2 separate regions of the Mus musculus genome follow, and region 2 is linked to region 1. The links are chromatin contacts, called in public HiChIP or PLAC-seq maps. All regions are on one chromosome and are shown on one strand. Each heading gives the region's core, a stretch centred on a gene start, on an enhancer-like site or on the middle of the called end of the contact. The rest is flanking DNA. Distances are from core to core; before and after follow the strand shown.

Region 1 (4,665 bases), core at 889-3,388:
CCAGTTCCACTGCGGATCCAATGCCCTTTTCAGGCCTCCATAGACAGCAGGCACACAGGTCATGTAGATACACACAGGCAGACAAACACACACCTAAAATAAAAATAAATCTTTAAAAAATATATGCTCCAGACAACCTGGAGCCAGATGTGGGAGCACACACTTTTGGTCTCAGCACTTCGGAAGCAGAAGGAAAATCAAGTGTCTGAGATTCTCCTGCTACATAGCATGGCTGAGGCCAGCCAGACTTTCCTAGTCTGTAAAGCCTATTGGATTGGTCTAGAAATCCCCAGCCACAGGGGCCTTCCTGACTGGACAGATGGAGGAGCCCTAGGGCCTCTGTCAGGACCTGGGCAGAGGATGGGCCACCCAAGCTACGCCATCCTCATCTGCCTCTGCTCGCTGTACCCAGAGAAGGAGGCTGGGACCCATCCCAGCAGTGCCAGCCTCCTCCTGGTCCTCTTCCTTGAATCCCAGTTAAGCGTACATAGGTACATTCCTGGGGTTATCCCAGGCCCCTCAGGGGTTCACATTTCTAGATCCCCTGTTTAGACCCTCTGGTGAAGGAGATAGCTGCAGAGGACAATTGCACGGGTATTCTGGAATGGACCCCAAGAGGGAGGGACCCCTTAGACTAAGTTAGGGAAAAGGGCTCTCCAATCCCTAAATCCAACTGCTACACTCCTGTAGTAATGTACTACACTCCTGTAGTAGTGTACTATACTCCTGTAGTAGTGTACTATACTCCTATAGTAGTATAGTCAGGTCCACTGTGGGAAATCTGGGTAGTTACATCTATCTTGAAAAGGAGCCCACAGCAGTGTGGGCTGGAGCAGGGGAGGGGACTCTGCCTTCTTGGGAGGTCCACTGAAGAAGAAGTCTGGGTTCCCAAAGCTTCCAGCAGTTATAATAGGAGAGCTCCCGGCCACCCATCCCGCATCCGCCAGCATCCTGCAGAGGTGTGGCGTTTGATGGCCAGCGACCTGCTCTCCAGTGCTGCTACCTCTGTCTGGTGTTCACACCCAGTGAACCTGAGCTCACCCTCGAGACTCAGCCATAAGAAGAGGACCTGAGCCCGCAGGCAGGGGAGCACCTACCTCGTTGCTCCAGCTGTTCGCCCTCAGCTTCTTCTAACCAGTCTAGAAGGAAAGGGAAAAGGGCAACAGTCACTTCCTCTACCTGTGCCCCGTGTTCTGCCTCGTGTGGCCAGGTGAATGCAAGCTGTGTAGTCACTAGCACCTATGGTGATCAGGGCCAGAGAACCCATGTTCTCAGATGTCTCCAGGCAAGGGAGCACATGTCTACCTCGGGTGCCCCTTCCCCCGCCCCCACGCCTACTGGGGGTGCCTGTGATCATTGTCAGCTTCACAGCGAGCACAGGCACAGACGCCAAGCAGCAGAACAAACCGGCTTGAGCTCCTTTTGTAGGTTGCTTGTCACCCAGGGTGGCACTTGAACCCTCATTCCCACTTACTTGGGTGAGCACTAACTGCCTGCTGGGTTGCCATAGCTACCAAATGAGGAAAAGCACTGAAGAAGACATGCATGACAACAACGTGCAGAAGAGGAAGGGCACCACCTTTGGAAGTTCTAGGTCCTGGAATTCTAGAGGTCAAGTGCCCAGGCCAACCAACAGTCATGAAGCCAGTTCTGCCTGAGCTGGAGAAGTGAGTCTGACCAGCACAGGCAGAGGACCAGCCTCAGTGCTGGTAAAGGTGCTGTCAGATCATAATGGGGCCCCACATTTTCCTGTCCACAGAAGCTAAGGGCCCAGTGTGTCTGCATCTGGTGCTTGATGACAGGACATAGGCTCCTTCAACACCCAGAGCCTCAGGACTACTTCCTTGTGTCACCAGTCCCTGCCGTCTTTGGATTCTAAGCCAGGTTGTTGTCTGTACCCAACCCTGAGGACACAGGGTTGCCTTGCCCTGATCCCTAGTGTGGCTTTCACTGCTTCTTTGGAGGATGGCCTGAGGGAGGCTGCATAGTTGGAAAGGGAGGGGAAGAGAGGGTCCCTAGGGAGTTCAGAAAGAGCCAGAAGTATCCAGCCCACGTCCAGCTCTCTTGGGACTAAGGCAATAGTACATCAACCCAGCTCGGGCAGGGAGGGCAGAGTCTGACAGTCATGTGTGGCCTTGACCAGACTATTGGGCTCCACCCATTTGCAAAACATTTGGCCCACACCCTTTATGCCAGTTTCTGCTCTTCCAGGAATCTGCCCGGGGGAAGACTCTAGGTTAAAATGACTTAGCAGCACAATCTTGTCTCCACAGCTTACAGAGAGACCAGAGGTGCCACACTCCCTGTACCTACCCAGGCTGCATGTGGTGCACACATCTGTGCCAGATGTCCTGCTCAGGAGCCGCCGGGCATCTTCGTCTGAGAAGTGGCCCTCACTTCTGAAGAATGACCTTTCTTCCTCACTGAGGAAAATGGCACTTTCCAGGCTAGGAAGATAAAAAGCAAACCACCTTATTTAGAAGAACAAATTTTCTCAAAGCCCAGGAGGCCCAGTGTGAGTGGGCAGATGGAGTTGGGCCAAGAAAGTCATCTTTAGGTTAACCAAGTTTAGTGTCCTTCCAGGACTTTGGAACAGAGCCACAGGCCAGCTGAGTCTCCCTCCTGTGTGAGCCAGGTGGCTCGTTCCATTGCATTTCCTTGCTATCTCACGGAGGCCACGGCCCCCTGGGAGCTGTATTCTCTATCATAGGATGGAGAGACTTCTGATTCAGGGATCTTAATCAGCAGCCAATTATCTCCACAGCTCAACTTGTGGTTTTGTCTTTTTTGACAAAATTTCACAGTCAGATCTGGATCTTCTCCCCCATCAGACTGCTGGCCCCACTCAACCTCAATGAAGACACTAAACAGAAACAAAACCTGCCCTTGAGGGGACCTTTGCTGAGCCCAGAATAAGAAAGCCTGTAAACGGGCCTGAGGGAGAGCTCAGAAGTTAAGAGTACTTGTTACTGTCATAGAGGACTGAGTCTGTTTTCCAAACACAACCATCTACAACTTGAGTCCAGGGGATTCCATACCCTCTTCTGTCCTCCGCAGGCATGAAGCATCCATGTGTGTACAGAAAGACACATAGGCAGGCAAAACACTCGTACACATGAAAAAAATGACCTTTCTCTATATATATGGATGTAGAGAGATAGAGATAGAAATATTTAGATTATAAAGATCCTGGGAAGGTTGAGTGCCAGGCAGATTCTCAAAGCCCACTTGAACTCTCCCCTGTGAAACCACCATCCTTCTCACAGTACCCAACACAAGGACAGGGCTCATGTGGCCATGAAGTCAGGCAAAGGAAACAGGGAAAGGTCAGAGGCACAAAAGGAAGAAGACAGAGGAAGGAGGCGATTTTGCCTGTATGAGTAAGTCAGCAGGACACTGTGAAACTAATAAGCTTCAAAGAAAACACAGCGCAGTTTCCGGTCTCTACCCAGCGAGCCTCTGCTTCAGAAACAGAAGAGAGGAAAAGGTGACTGAAGGCTGCTAGGGTGGAACGGGTGACACAGTGAGTGTGACATGCGTGCTGGAATCATCTTTGCTTGTGAACATCGTGGTGGCAAGGTGTCTTGGTTTTTGATACCTGTCCTGTGGTTATACTTGAGATCCTGGCTTCAAGAGGCAGTTCTTCAATGGGGCAAAGGGCCTTAACTTGTATAACTTATCCTCAAAGGCTCGGAGGACAAGCACAAGGAAGAGAGAAAAAGAAGAGAAAGCAACCAAGGTGAGAAACCGTTCTCAGCCACCAGCAGGTAAGGGACAGGTTGTGGCTGTGTTCTTCTTGTTCTGTAAATCCGAGATCGCATCAAGACAGGAGAGGAACCTCTGGGCTGTTACCAAGCTGGAAGCTTCCAGGTTCAGGGCAGGAGAGACACCAGAAATACTGGAATGACAGAGAAGTAGGTACAGTCCCTTGCTGTGAAAGATGATGTCAACACCTCTAACACTCTAGGGAGACAGGGAAGAACGGACCAGATCCGTGCTCTTCCAACCCTGACTTCTGTTAAGTTTGGAACTGTTGAAGCCACAAGGACCCCCACATCTGTCAAAAGGCCCAGCAACAGAGTAAACATTCTCCTTAGAGCTGTGCTATCTCTGTAATGAGAGACCTTGAGACATAAGTCACGAGCCACTCAGCTGTTCTCAAGAAACAGCTGAGTTAATGAGGTCACCATGACGTGACACTGTGCAATACAGGAGAGCCCAGAATTCTGTCACTGGAGCTGAGTGGAGAGTCTGTGGAGGTGTCCCAAAAGGCGTGTAGACAGACTGTGCCCCCATCCTGTGTGCACACTGACATTTTGATAGAGTACCAGGAAATGCTGCTCTAAGTTTGATCAGCACACAGGTCCTGCCAGTGTCCTCCTGGTCTAAGTGACAGATGATAGGATGCTTTAAATCAGGGTACAGAAGGAAATGGACTCAGTGATGGCTGCTGCCTTAGAAACTGCATCTGAGAGTTGCATATGGCATCCAGTCCCCAGCAAACCCAGTTTGAGGAAGGCATGGCTATAGAGGGGACAGAAGCAGAGAGCATACACCTGTCTCTCCAGGCTCCTTGACTGAGGTCCTGTCAAAGGAAACCATGAGCTGACCAAGGGTGGCCTCAGCTAGACTCACTGTCCACTCCCCAAACACTCGCCACCCACC
Region 2 (4,665 bases), core at 955-3,454, 80 kb after region 1:
TATGCCATCTCACTGTGACACCTGGAACGAGAATGGTCACCAACAGCACAAGGCACTGGGGACATCATTTCCCCCAGTTCTTGCTACTCTTTGGGTCTCTAACAATAATGAGCTTCTCATGTAATTACAAGGTATTTTTATCGCTGTGTCTCCGGAAACTGGCATGGCATGGCCAGGACCGGTCACAGCAGGCTGGCCAGCCATGATGGGGTGTTGGTGAACCCTATCTGACCTTTATCATCCTTGGGCTCTGTGACTGGATCCTGCTGGCACAAGCAGGTTGCCCGGAAGCCTGCTTCTTGGGCAGAACCTCAGCCCAGGAAGGGGTCAGCTTTCCAGGTTCCCAGCCAGCAGTTCCGATCTTGGCTTTAATTAGTTGATCAGGAAATGCCTTCCCAACTCTAGTCTTCCTTGGACCCGCTGAGGAGGACATGAGAAGAGACAAGAGGTCAAGGGGAGGGAGCCCGAGGGACGGAACTCGCTCCTTCAGGGAGACACCAAGGCCACCCCTGCCCTGCCTGTCTCATGCTGTATATCCTTGCTAGGTTACAGAGCCCTTCTGAGCCTTGTATCCCTTAGATGGCTGACAGTTAACAATGCCTCTTAACACTCGTTGGTGGCAAGGCAAGCGGCGCGCCAATTGTGTGCTCACACCCAGCAGGTGCGTCTGGAACTCTAGTGCCATCCGATGACCCGAAGCAGCCTGCATTGGTGATGGGCCGTTTGCTCAAATCCAGTGTATTTCTTTGTTTATGCATTAGCTCTCATGGAGCTGAGGCTGGCCTTGAACTTGCCAGGTCTTGGGAAATGACCTAGAGCTCCTGATCCATTTCCAATTTATGCAGTGCTGGGGGTCAAACCCAGGGCTTCATGCATACTAGGTAAGCATTCAACCAACTGAGCTTCTTTTCCAGCCCACAGCTGATTATTCTAGTGCTACCGATTTGGGTGTATCTGAGTTGGGCCTCTTGTGACCCTATTGCTTTGTGTTGGCCTCAAAGCCAAGGCTTCCAGGGTTATTTGGACTACATGAAGGCTCACATCCGGTCTAGTGCTCTCTCCAGGCTGGGTGTGTCTCCTAGTCACCCATCTACAGAGGCCCATCTGAGGAGACTGAGAACTGGTTTAATCAGATGTCTGACTGTACCCTCTGCAGCTCGGGGCTAGTTTGTGGTGGAATGAGCCAGTATTGGTCCTGGCTGGCAGGATACGGTTGATTGCCCCACATGGACTTCCTGTTTCCTATTAGATTTGAGGAGCATCTGTGGGCATCTGCTGCTGCTGCTGAAGCACAAGGTGGTGTGACATGGGGACACACACCAGGAAGAAGCCACCATAGGCCTGCATGGCTTGGATATGGATGATCTGGGGGGCTGGGGGGTGTGTGTGTGTGGCAGATGCCCACATAGCCCTGACCTTCTGGATGCTACTGTAAGAGCAGGTGCCCTGGGCCTTAAAAAGCTGAGTCTTCTGGCAATGAAATGCCAGCCTATAGAGATAGGGGTGGCTAACAGTGCTGATCAGCTGCTCGAGGGTTCAGGAGTCATGGGCTTTCAGGCAGCCCCAGCCGGTGTTCACTGGAAGCCACGACCAGAGGAAGCATCTGGGGCTACTTCTCAGCGGTTTTCTTCCCAGATCTTGCCGCTGGAAGAGACCGTCCCCATTGTTTCCTCCTCATCAGCCCCCACTATGGGCCAGCCCCGTGTAGCCACCACTCTCACATGGATATTCCACAATGCGTGACAGTGAGTGGGTCATAAGGGTGCTTTTGGCTCTGCTGCTCCAGGGCTGGGCATCCCACAGGTGGTGTGCGAGATTCCCGTGGCTCTGCCGCAGGTGCTACAGACAGGGTGACTTAGGAAACATTGCTGTGCTGTCCCATAGTCCTGGAGGTTAGAGTCTAAAATCTGGGTGTGCAGGTGGGACATACTGCTGGGGCTGCTGGGTAAGAATGACTGAGTGGGTGGAGTTAGTGAGTAGGGGCTGCCGGGTAAGAATGAGTGGGTGGAGTCAGTGGGTAGGGGCTGCCGGGTAAGAATGAGTGGGTGGAGTCAGTGGGTAGGGGCTGCCGGGTAAGAATGAGTGGGTGGAGTCAGTGGGTAGGGGCTGCCGGGTAAGAATGAGTGGGTGGAGTCAGTGGGTAGCTGGAGTCAGCTTGTGAGTGACCCCATGGTACTCAAAGGTTCTGTGGGAGGACCTGCTGCAGGGGCTGGCCTGGGTGTGGCTGCTGTAGATAGTGGATGCTGCTGCCGTGAATGGGGGACTGTAGGGGTGCCGTGTGGGCTCTGGGCATTGTCATGGAGCTTAGCTCTGCTTGGCTGGCAGACAGTTATTGGAACTCTCCTGATTGCTCTGAATTGGATTTTCTTTGGGGGGGGGGGGGTGGCAAGGAAGCCACAGGGTATAAATTCCAGCAACCCAAACCTTTTTGGGAGTGAAAAGCCCTTTGCAATGAAGCAGCACCTAGGTCTTGTTATGCTCATCCATGTCTTAGGGACACATTCGGCCACAGATGTCCCTGGTGCGGAATCCTTGCACAGTTCCCAGTGACTCGACTCGACTTGACTGGGGACAGCGAAGGAATGAAGAGAAGACACATATATATAATGACAGAAATACTGGGCTTGGGCGGGCTGGGGTTCCTCGTAGAGAACCCTCAGCATCTTAAGAGCTCCTAGTGTTTACTATTTAGAGTTGAAGAGAGAGGTGGAGCTATTCCATACAGATGAACAAGGAGGTAGGGTTATTACATACAGATAAATAAGGAGGCAGGGTTATTATATACAGATAAATGAGCAGGCAGGGTTATTACACAGATGAACAAGGAGGCAGGGTTATTATATGCAGATAAATAAGGAGTCAGGGTTATTATATACAGATAAATAGGGAGGCAGGGTTATTACACAGATGAACAAGGAGACAGGGTTATTACATACAGATAAATAAGGAGGCAGGGTTATTATATATAGATAAATAGGGAGGCAGGGTTACTATACACAGATAAATAGGGAAGCAGGGTTATCACACAGATGAACAAGGAGGCAGGTGTATGGTATACAGCTGAATTAAGGAGATGGGGTTTAGCGAATGTTGATAAGGGCAGTCTCTGTAGGGCAGCAGTCTTCAGGCTGTAAGCACCCAAGGGAGAGACAGCTATGGCGGACATTTTCTGCCTGTCCTATCAATGCTCTCACTTGGAGGAAAGGCTTTTGCCACTTTCCCCTGGGGCTGGGGTTTTGGTACCTGACATGACTATGCCTGTGTTAACAGCAAACACCCATTCATGATTCCACACGCTCAGGGCTTCCTCCACTGCCCACACCCTGGACGATCTGCTCCATCACTGGAGACGCTGCACTCTTCCAACCCTGTGCCCGAGCACCCATACAATGGCAACCTGCTGTCCATGTCCGGCAGCACCAAGTAGGCTGCCTTCTGCCAGGCATCATGGGTTTGGCCATGTCCAGGGCTCTTTCAGAGTCACTAAGACCCTGGGATACTCCCTGGTTGACATCATATGCTCCTGGAAGGGCATGGGTATAATGGCAGGATTGGGACACAGACAGGCCAATGGAGGACAGCTATTCACAGGGCCATGCAGTGACCCAGACCAGCATGGAAAATATGCTCGCTTCTGTCCCAGAAGGAACCACCCAAGTCCCCAGAGTCTCTGTCTCATGTCACTTTCAGTGGCCCTCCTGCCTGCTGCAGGTTCACCATGCTGCTGTGTCTGCCTTCAGCCCAGTGCCTCCCCCAAGCTCATTGTCACTCCAAGGACCAACTGAAAGGGAGAGGCAGACTTAGACATCACCATACTCTCTGTGGGTGAACCAGAGCCACAGGATGCTCACGGAAACTTATGTCATATCTTTAGCACATAGAAGATTCAGGAATCCCAAGCCAGCTGTTCGTGCAACATATGAGCTGGAAGGGTTTTCAACGCTGCCTTGGCTGGTAGACTGTGATGGCCAGTAAGAACACTAGCCTGGGCTAACTCCACCCTAGCCTGGGCTAGCCCCACCTCCCCTTCCCGCTCCCCTTTTTTTTTTACTCTGGAAAATAGTAAATGTAACCAACATGGGCTTCTAGCCACTTGCTGAGCCACAGTCCCCATTCAAGAGTCCAGGGACTACTGGTGCTTAGACAAAGATGGAACTGGCCCTTTCTCTACCTCAATGGGCCCCTTCAGAACTCACCAGACTAGCCCCAGCTTGCAGGTGTACAAACAGTATCATGCCACACCAGCAGGAGGCCAGTCGAAGGGACAAGAGGTGTGGATTGCAGTGGGTTCCTGTGGGTGTTGTCCCCACAGAGGGAGTTAAAGGCCCCACAGCCTGTTTTCTTTACTCTGCCAATGCTCCCTGGTGCTGGGATTTTATTGTCCCAGGGCTTAAGTGTAAGTAGTCACAGCCCGGTGTGACTGATCCCTACCACTTGAGTTGGCGCTTTCTGTTATTATCTCAGTGAGAGGTTGATAACCACCCATTAGAGCCCATCTAGAAATTATAGAGCAACAATCCTGCACACTTGTGTTTAGGTCTTGGGTGGAGCAATGCCTTTTGATTGACAGAAAGGGCAGAGTTCCCAGCATGGCTTTCCACTCTTGTCACACTCTGCAATGCTGTAATAAGTGCACTAGGACTGCTGGGACAGCATTGATATCTG

Evidence for each region. HiChIP or PLAC-seq counts read pairs in DNA pulled down with a chosen protein or histone mark.
Region 2: a contact with region 1 is called in an H3K27ac HiChIP or PLAC-seq map of embryonic stem cells, with 14 read pairs. The contact joins two enhancer-like sites. A contact is called at or near these places in 2 of 15 datasets of contacts at CTCF or cohesin (embryonic stem cells and pro-B cells), 4 of 484 Hi-C or Micro-C datasets (the HL-1 cell line and embryonic stem cells), 4 of 115 datasets of contacts at active chromatin or transcription factors (embryonic stem cells and pancreatic cancer cells) and 1 of 9 other capture datasets (embryonic stem cells).

Annotation. Positions count from the first base shown.
Region 1 is chr5:35,708,548-35,713,212 of GRCm38.p6, forward strand. Sh3tc1 (SH3 domain and tetratricopeptide repeats 1) reads right to left here. Exons shown (of 18, transcript NM_194344.2): 10 at 2,314-2,447; 11 at 1,098-1,139. Among named protein-coding and RNA genes, the nearest start is that of Gm31888, 9.3 kb to the right of the region's middle. Within about 2 kb of position 2,139, at least 33 of the 459 cell types and tissues checked have an H3K27ac peak or open chromatin away from gene starts, as enhancers often do. A contact at or near this core is called in embryonic stem cells, where this site is marked.
Region 2 is chr5:35,788,682-35,793,346 of GRCm38.p6, forward strand. All of the region lies in intron 1 of Ablim2 (actin-binding LIM protein 2), which reads left to right. Among named protein-coding and RNA genes, the nearest start is that of Ablim2, 33 kb to the left of the region's middle. Within about 2 kb of position 2,205, at least 33 of the 459 cell types and tissues checked have an H3K27ac peak or open chromatin away from gene starts, as enhancers often do. A contact at or near this core is called in embryonic stem cells, where this site is marked.